2 separate regions of the Mus musculus genome follow, and region 1 is linked to region 2. Evidence: chromatin contacts called from public HiChIP or PLAC-seq data. All regions are on one chromosome and are shown on one strand. Each heading gives the region's core, a stretch centred on a gene start, on an enhancer-like site or on the middle of the called end of the contact. The rest is flanking DNA. Distances are from core to core; before and after follow the strand shown.

What was found. HiChIP or PLAC-seq counts read pairs in DNA pulled down with a chosen protein or histone mark.
Region 1: a contact with region 2 is called in a CTCF HiChIP or PLAC-seq map of the NIH/3T3 cell line, with 10 read pairs. The contact joins the promoter of Kifap3 here to the enhancer-like site in region 2. A contact is called at or near these places in 4 of 39 promoter capture datasets (cranial neural crest, frontonasal cranial neural crest, hippocampal neurons and 1 more), 1 of 15 datasets of contacts at CTCF or cohesin (the NIH/3T3 cell line), 1 of 484 Hi-C or Micro-C datasets (cochlea) and 1 of 115 datasets of contacts at active chromatin or transcription factors (pancreatic cancer cells).

What each region holds. Positions count from the first base shown.
Region 1 is chr1:163,776,587-163,781,556 of GRCm38.p6, reverse strand. It overlaps Kifap3 (kinesin-associated protein 3), which reads right to left and starts at 1,974. Exons shown (of 20, transcript NM_001305643.1): 1 at 1,655-1,974. The coding sequence starts at 1,686. Gm51663 (predicted gene, 51663) reads left to right here and starts at 2,017. Exons shown (of 2, transcript NR_165475.1): 1 at 2,017-2,184.
Region 2 is chr1:163,381,552-163,386,255 of GRCm38.p6, reverse strand. Gorab (golgin, RAB6-interacting) reads left to right here. Exons shown (of 5, transcript NM_178883.6): 5 at 1-1,353. The coding sequence ends at 3. Among named protein-coding and RNA genes, the nearest start is that of Gm24940, 18 kb to the left of the region's middle. Within about 2 kb of position 3,070, at least 114 of the 459 cell types and tissues checked have an H3K27ac peak or open chromatin away from gene starts, as enhancers often do. A contact at or near this core is called in the NIH/3T3 cell line and pancreatic cancer cells, where this site is marked.

The DNA.
Region 1 (4,970 bases), core at 725-3,224, 400 kb before region 2:
TGTCTGTATGTCTCATACACACACACACACACACACACACACACATATATATATACACATGCAATATATATGTGCAATATATATCATGTATGTGTGTATGTAAATATACACATGCTAAGGCAATGCAAACTTAGACAAAATTGAACAATGTTTTTAAAATCTTTTTCCAGATTATGACTAAAACATCACAGTGAGTAAGTAGATCAGTTGTATTGATTGTTTTCTAGATGATGTGGTTTTAAGAGGGTCCACACTAGTACAATGACTCTAAATAAAACCACATCTGACACACCCATAGTATATGAAAATCAGCAAATGCTACAATGGCAGCATGTTCTTTAAAACAACCTTCGGTTTAAAGTTGAAATTAGAAAGTGTACTGTATTTGACAGATAAAGAGTGTGTGTACAGGAGTATGGGAATGGGCACATGTGTATATGGTAACAAAATGACGTTAGAATGAGTACTCTGACCATGTATTTGTTTTTATTACATATTCCTTTTTACAAATCTCTACTGAAAGTCTTCTCATTTGCCTTTTCGTTAAAGATATAAAATGAAAAAGACAAAGCACTGTGTTCCCTTGTCTTGTACAAGCAGTATAGTTGATTTATCTTACAACTATTTGACTATGTTCAAGAATCCACTACCACTTGCAAGATTATTTCTAATTTCTTGCAAGATATGGCTAGAACCCTATCAAGTAAGGGAAAATACACTTAACAAATTTTATTAGGACTTAATGTCACCACCTAACATGCATGGTTTTTCTCTCAAAAGTATTTTCATACTTTGTCCTTATGTCCTTCAGAAAGTATTATCTCTCATTTTCAAATGAAGTAATTATGTCCAAAAAACCAAATCTATGTGCTCTTTGCAGTGGATTAGCAACAGAGCTTTAACGAAAAATAGAGACTCTACATTAGCATTTTAAAAGATTTATTCACTGCTCCCTCACAGTTGGTTCAGTGAGAGGTATATTTTTCTAACCATGGGTGGTCTTATTTTTCTACAGACATTAAGGAATCTCACAAAATTTCCTTTTTCTTGGTGTAGCTGATATCATACATATGTAAAAAAAAAAAATAGTAGGCTTTCGCATGCCAAGGTCTTAATAATAATGAACTTCCTACAGAAATTATACAGTGTATGTGACCGTCAAGTGAGTAAAGTGGACCAAGACCAGCTGACTGAACATCTCAATCCAGTCTTGCATAAAGCAAAAACCACCACGTCCGTCTTTATTCCACACACCCCACCATGATTTATGAATCTCAAACTGAACACAAATTGGTGATGTGACAGAATTCATTTCCAAGCTTCCATGGGATTTATCTATTGAGGAATCCAGGAGAGTGGGGCAGAACAAAAAACAAAACCTAGGAAATATGGGATTTATCTCGCCTAACCTGCCTCTTAATGAGGTTATAGATTAATGTAGCAAGGACATCATCAGATGCTGTCAGGACACCTCCAAGCCAAAGAGGACCTCGCGCCCCCGCAGGGCCCATCCTTTATTCCACCCCATCATTTTCTCCTCTTTCTTTCCTTCCCTGCGTCCCACCCCTTCTCGTGTCTAGCTCTGCCCCTGGACATCCCATGGTCAGCCGGGAAACACCTAAGGACCTGCTCAGGGCGGAGCCCGGGTCATCACCTTTTGAGGTATCTGGCGTCCTCGCCTTGCATGGCGGCGGCGGCGGCGGCAGCGGCGTGGGGAGAATGGGAGTGTCTGAGAATCTGGGAGGGCTACTTCCGGAGACCCGGCCAAAGTACCCTCAAAGCAGAGCGGTGACAGTCCCAAGGCCTGCAAGGCGGGGCGGCGGTGGCGGTGGCGGTGGCGGCGGCGGCGGCGCAGCGGTTACCACGGTGAACCCGCCGGCTCCTCCCACTGCTCCTGGGCCCCAAAACACTGGAGCAGCCCAGACCCGCCCAGAGCCGTCAGGGCCGAACTCTCCGCAAGGCGCATGCGCTCACGCGACAGCTACAGTCTGCGCAGGCTCAGGGTGAGGCTCCTGCGACAAATCTGACGCTCCCAGGAACAGCGCAGGAAGGGTTTGGTACTGATCTGGGAGCCTGTGATTTAGAGGCATATTCCTGGTCACTGCCCCCTGGAGGATGGGAAAGGAAGAAGCATTGCAAGCTGCAAAATTGGAACGTAAAGTCCTTAGCGTGAAAGGAGACAAGGTAACCAGTGAACCTTCTAGCTAACTAATGATGGTGATCAGACTAGCCTTTGACAACAACTTCTTTGGTGGAGCTTCTATTTTGGAACATGTAAAAGGTTCTGCATTGATTGCACTGAATTCTAGCTGGTGGAAATAGTCTGTGATGTGGATTGGATCAACTTTGAAAGTGGCATTTAAAATCCCAAAGTAGAAAACACTCCCTTCCATTATAACAAGCCAACTTCTGAACTTCCAAATCGTCCACTGATTAACTTTAACTCAAGATTCTTGAGAAATTGTTTCTTCTAAGGCAAATAATTGCTGACAATTTGGAGAGAGAAAAGAGCCGCTTTTTAGCCAAAGCAAGCTGTCTGCTCTGCTTTGAGATCCTTTAACCTGTCCATCACCGTCTTCTGGTATCACATTGTTAGCCATTCCTTCAAAAGAGTTAATAGTGATAGATTTTTATGCATAAAATGTCATGCAGAGAGACATTAAAGAGATGTTTTATGCCCCTACCAACTCACACCAATTAAATTTATTTCTGATAAAGTTGTAACTATTCTTTCAATTTATCAATAAGGAATTCCAGGCAAACTACATTCTCCATATTTATCAAAGTCTTCTTAACAAACTGTCACAAAGTTCTGTCTTATCGTTAAGGTAGTCATTATCTGCAGCTTTTTCTCTCCATCCACACTCTGATGATTAGTCTAATCGGTTCACACATGGGATTCTTCCTAACTGGACTTTCTATTTCAAATATTGATTATTCAAACCAAGGCAAAAAATGCACAAATTATCGTTCACAACATCTTTAACAATAAAAGCAAGGCACACTACTTTAAAGCAGTGGTTCTCAACTTGTGAGTCATGACCTCTCTGTGGGTGGAAGGACCCTTTCACGAAGGTCTCTAAAGTCATTGGAAAACACGAATATTTACATCAAGAGTCATAACAGTAACAAAAGTACAGTAGTTACGAAGTGGCAACCAAAATCATTTTATGGTTGGGGGTCACCACAACGTGAGAAACTTATTAAAGGGTCATAGTGTTAGGAAGGTTGAGAACCACTGCTTTAAAACTTCTGTAAAGGCTGGCAACGAAGCCTGCCTCCACCTCTGAGAATGTGAGTTCTATCTCTGGGACCCACACCATGGGAGGAGAGGAAGCTACATCTGCAAGTTGTCCTCTGACTTACACATGTGTCTGGTGACACACCACACACACGCACACACACACACACACACACACACACACACACACACACACACACACACGCACAGCAAAATAACTAAAAATATCTTTTTAATATAAAGCCTTCATATACCTAAACTTAAAAGATCAAAATATAGTTTACATTCAAATGAACATATTAAAGATTCTTGCAGAGGCTGAGTATGACTTGGAGGCCAACCTAGTCTATGTAGCCAGTTCCAGGTCAGTCAAGGATAAAAAGCAGAACCTGTTTTTTTTTTTTCCATTTTCATTAGGTATTTAGCTCATTTACATTTCCAAAGCTATACCAAAAGTCCCCCATACCCACCCACCCCCACTCCCGTACCCACCCACTACCCCTAGTTGGCCCTGGCGTTCCCCTGTACTGGGGCATATAAAGTTTGCGTGTCCAATGGGCCTCTCTTTCCAGTGATGGCCGACTAGGCCATCTTTTGATACATATGCAACTAGAGTCAAGAGCTCCGGGTTACTGGTTAGTTCATAATGTTGTTCCACCTATCGGGTTGCAGATCCCTTTAGCTCCTTGGGTACTTTCTCTAGCTCCTCCATTGGGAGCCCTGTGATCCATCCATTAGCTGACTGTGAGAATCCACTTCTGTGTTTGCTAGGCCCCGGCATAGTCTCACAAGAGACAGCTACATCTGGGTCCTTTCGATAAAATCTTGCTAGTATATGCAATGGTGTCAGCGTTTGGATGCTGATTATGGGGTGGATCCCTGGATATGGCAGTCTCTACGTGGTCCATCCTTTCATCTCAGCTCCAAACTTTGTCTTTGTAACTCCTTCCATGGGTGTTTTCTTCCCAATTCTAAGGAGGGGCATAATGTCCACACTTCAGTCTTCATTCTTCGTGAGTTTCATGTGTTTAGCAAATTGTATCTTATATCTTGGGTATCCTAGGTTTGGGGCTAATATCCACTTATCAGTGAGTACATATTGTGTGAGTTTCTTTGTGAATGTGTTACCTCACTCAGGATGATGCCCTCCAGGTCCATCCATTTGCCTAGGAATTTCATAAATTCGTTCTTTTTAATAGCTGAGTAGTACTCCATTGTGTAGATGTACCACATTTTCTGTATCCATTCCTCTGTTGAGGGGCATCTGGGTTCTTTCCAGCTTCTGGCTATTATAAATAAGGCTGCTATGAACATAGTGGAGCATGTGTCCTTCTTACCAGTTGGGGCATCTTCTGGATATATGCCCAGGAGAGGTATTGCTGGATCTTCCGGTAGTACTATGTCCAATTTTCTGAGGAACCGCCAGACTGATTTCCAGAGTGGTTTTACAAGCCTGCAATCCCACCAACAATGGAGGAGTGTTCCTCTTTCTCCACATCCACGCCAGCATCTGCTGTCACCTGAATTTTTGATCTTAGCCATTCTGACTGGTGTGAGGTGGAATCTCAGGGTTGTTTTGATTTGCATTTCCCTGATGATTAAGGATGTTGAACATTTTTTCAGGTGCTTCTCTGCCATTCGGTATTCCTCAGGTGAGAATTCTTTGTTCAGTTCTGAGCCCCATTTTTTAATGGGGTTATTTGATTTTCTGAAGTCCACCTTCTTGAGT
Region 2 (4,704 bases), core at 1,821-4,320:
TGAGCGGCCAGTGTTTTTTCAGTTAATATCTCTGCGGTAAATTATAGCTTGTCTCTGATCAAACTTCTTTCAACTCATTTGTGTTTGAATCAATGCTTAGTGATAGTATGTTAGCATGTCAGATCATTCCAAAGTCAGAAGTAGTGACTGTTTCCTATCCAGGGAGTGTTGACCCCTCGAAGTTGGGGTTCCTTCAAGCCTTGTCACTGAGTTAGAATAGGTGACTCACAGGGTGGGAGTGCTCGGGGCCCTGGGTTTGACCTTCAACACTACAAGCACAGTGGTAGAAGAAAAACTACATGGCTTCTTAGCCCTTGGCCAAACTTAACTTGTGAGAGAACTGGGTTTGACCTTAAACACTACAAACCAAGCACAGTGGTAGAAGAAAAACTACATGACTTCTTAGTCCTTGGCCAAACTTAACTTGTGAGAGAACACTGAGACTTTGTGGCCTTCTATGTAGTCATTAAAAAGACAACAATTCTTATATACAGAGAGAAGGAGAGAAAAAACGGGTTAACTTACCTACCCGGATGCTACTAGAGTGAGTAGACACAAGTTGGAAGACAACCTAAGCCAACATTATTTTCCCTTTACTTTGTCAGTAAATGGTTTCTCGTTCCCACCTGAATTGTGGCTAGTTGATCCACATCCATAGATAAGCTGTGAATGTGTGGCTTTACCTTTACTTTCTTCTGTTTTCCTTAATGAGTGGACAGGGAAACTTTAGACAATGAAAATGTTTCTAAAGTGACTCTGAGAGTGGCAAGTCTCATTGATTATCCAACAATGATGTATTCTCTCGCTGAAGCTCTGTAATGTGGATATTTATATGTCAGGTATTGCTTCTTCTGTCATGAAGCATTGAAATCGTTAAAGCACTCATTTTCTAATTGCTTTCATAGTTTGTCAATCACCTGTTCCCAAAAACTTGACTGGTGCATTGTGCTAGATTTGAATGTGTATAAATGTCTTAGTTTTGCCACAAATATTACCTTAAATTATCGATTTCTCAGAAATCACAAAAAATGAAAAATGTGTTTCATTCATAAAAAAGGAGCTGTATTTTAAAGGAGATAAAGACAGCTGTTTCCATAATACATTGTAGAAACGTTAGGGATGTCCTATTTTTAGACTATTGTCTAAGACATCTTCTGATAGTAAGGATGCTTTGTATTTTTTTCTATGATCTGAGCCACAAGTATAATTGTCCATTACTGATTTCTAAACACAAGCATTTATTTCCATAGTGTTGTTTTTATTTATGAATGAGACGCATACAAATTTAAAACTTCATTGCCCAATACAGTCTTATTTTTCTAAGGAATAAACAAGTCTGATAAGTTTACAGTATGGTCTGTCATTTAATATGGTCTTTCACACCATTTAATCTGTGTTAAATAGCATGTGTATGGAATCCCAGAATCCCAGAGAATCCCAGAAGAATTGTACTGTCTACTGCACCTAGCAGAGTTCTGTACTTCTGTTACAGTTTCTGCCTATTTCAACCCATAAAATTCACCGCATCCATCTACTAACAATTTTGTTTTCTAACTAGTCCCTCCCCTCCCCGTGTGTGTGTGTGTGTGTGTGTGTGTGTGTGTGTGTGTGTTGATGCTTTCAAATGTGTGCTATGAAAGTTCCACTGAAGCCATTATTTTGACAAAGCATTGTCTCACCAGCTTTCCTCGGGTGGTATCTAAATGCTCAGGTGATGATATAAGTGACAGAATTATATTGCAACAGTTTTATACAAAGGCAGCTGCAGCCCATGTGTGTAAGGCTCCAGAGCAAATGGGTGAGAACTGGAGGGTCCTGATGTGAGGACCATGTGCACTGACTTCCCCAGGATAGCCCTGGAACACATCCTTTAAACTGTGCCTCGTCAGCTTCGGTCGATTAAAACAAGTCCATTTTTGTGAAGGGAATTAGGCCCAAATTACTAACCATCATCCTGCTTGTCCCTGTTAGCAGGTAGTGTTTACCAGAGAGTTGTAAACTGCACTTACTGAAGAGCACAATCCTGTTTTGAATTTGAATTTAAAGAGTTCTTTTAAAACTCGATTCCCTGTAACTGTTTCTGTTTGTTTGTCTGTTTTAAACGGGCTGTTTCTATGGGCTTCAGAGAAGCAGAGTTCCTGTAAGGATGGTTCTTGTGTTGAAAATAACCTTTTTTTTTTTTTTTTTTTTTCTCAAAAATTTCACCTCTGCATAATTTTGCTGAATTACAGTGCTTACAGGTGGCAAATCTGTTCTCAGGAGAGCACAGCTGATTTGCAAGTCATGATAAAGATCTCTGATTGCGATTAAGGGAGCAGACTTCATTGCTTGATGGGCATTTGACTTACAGAGTAGAAACTCAGCTCTAAAGCCCTCTTCTTTGTTTGGAGTTAGCAATGTAGTACTCTGCAGGAGCTTATCTAACTGCTCAGCCACTTCCTCTTTCATAGTATTGGCCCAGAACTGACTCAAGTTATTCTGACCCAGCCCATTCCCAGTGACCTTTAGAAATGATGTTTGAGGTTTTGTATTTCTAAGGAGCCAAGTCAGCATTTTAAAAAGCCCTGATAGATATAACTCAGTCTGCTAGCTGCGACCCGAGGCCAAGCTGGTCCAGGGTAATTATCCCTCCTCTCAGCATAGATCTACCCCAGGCCTGACTTGTGCTGTTCTCTGGAGAGATGGGGTGGAGTGTGCGGGGGCCCCAGGCTACCTTCACCGTAATGTTAGAGTACTTTTGCAAGATCCTAATCCCAAGCAGCTGTCTCCAAAATGCAATGTCATCTCTGCAGTGGATCAAGCAGCTGCATGTAACAACTCATACAGATGTGTATGGTCTGTGCCCCTCTTCACTAAGCTTATGGTCTAATTAACAGAATATGATTAACATCTTATACTCCGATGCACAGTATCTTTAAGGAAAGCAAAGTAAGTGGCTAGAATATTAAACATGGATAATTCTACTTTTAGATATTCCATCCAGTTGTTTGGGCGTTGTGACTAAGAACTACTACATTATTTTACTTGACTTTTACCACTAAAAACAAAATATCCATGTTAAACAATGAGTCAGATTGGAAGATTTTTTTTTTCAGTCTCGTTACCAAAGTAAGAGTACAAAGAAGTGGGGGTAGGTAGGTATCATGTATTGAAAGTTAGACAATCCACTAGGGTAGCCAGTACAAATCCTCATCAACTACTGGAAGAAATAAAGACACTGTTATGATAAAATGTTGAAGGTATCTTCCTGGAAGGGAAATAATAACAGGAGTGTAGGAGCTCAGTACAGTTGTCAAACCAAGGGGCAGTAATGGCGTAAGCCAGGACAAGCTAGCAAGGGGCAGTAATGGCGTAAGCCAGGACAAGCTAGCAAGGGGCAGTAATGGCGTAAGCCAGGACAAGCTAGCAAGGGGCAGTAATGGCGTAAGCCAGGACAAGCTAGCAAGGGGCAGTAATGGCGTAAGCCAGGACAAGCTAGCAAGGGGCAGTAATGGCGTAAGCCAGGACAAGCTAGCAATGGAACCATGAGAAGTGAAGGTGAGTCAACACTAGGCCTGTTGGGAGATCACGTCAGAAAGTTCTCTCCAAGCCAAATGACTCCAGGAACCTAAAATAGACACAGAATTAAGCAATAAGATGTGACAGGGGTAACATTGCTCAGAGATTGTAGGATGCCTAAGGGGTACGTCACTAGGCCAAAGGTTCATCCTATAAGGGATGAAATGATCTTTTGAGGTCTGGTGCCATTACAAGGAGAAGAAGGAAATGAGTAACCGGAGTTAGAAAAGTCATTCTGTGAGCTTCAGAGATTGGGTAATAAGGCCATGTGTACAGTCCGTGTGGCTGTTGGTTTCATCCAGCTTTCTGAGGCTACACCAGAGGCTTCGCTTAGAAACTTATTTACTTAGCCAAGCAAAGACAAAGCAATTCAGTCGCAAACTTGAAAATCTATACAGTCTGTCAGGTTTATGATTCGTTGTTAGGGCTTGGGCTTTATTGCTGGGAGGTGCTGAGGAACACACGAGTCATTTTCCATATGTTGGCTTGCTTACTTCATGTCCCTCCAATCAGATGGGGCCTTAGTGCCACCGAGATCTGCTTTAGACTAAGACTAAGCTTTCTCTGCCCTACCTCTGTGCTACCCAGAGAAGACAGGAAGGCCCCTGGATCAAGTGGCTAACCAAACTCGCCCCCCCCCCCATGTTGGGGACAGGTCTGTCCAAGGTAAGAGGTGAGATACTCAGTAACTGTAAGGTGGAGAAAGAAAGTTCCAACTGAAGGGAGCTCTGGAATGTCTTCAGATGGAAGCTGGAAGCTGACAATTCTTCTCCCACAGTCCTGAGTCCTCCCAGTTCAGAAGATGATAAAAGTGTGGCTGAAATGAGTTTCTGTGTGCCTTAATGTCTTGAGGTCCAGGGCAAAGCCATGTCCTAAACCTGTCAGAGCAAGCAGTGGCTTTTCTGGGCTCAGAGCCTTTTCAGGTGACGGGTTTTCACTTTTAAAATCAGTTTGTAGGAAAAGAACGGAGGGCAATGTAGGGAAATCCAAATGTCCCATCTAAGGCTTCAGTGACGTGGGTTGGGAGAGTGGTGAGGGAGAGGGATGTTTGGACAGTCCCACCAGGTAGCTCTGGCTGGCCTAAAACTTGCTTCCTCTACCAGGCTAGCCATGAATTTGGTCTGCCTGCCTCAACCTTCCAATCAC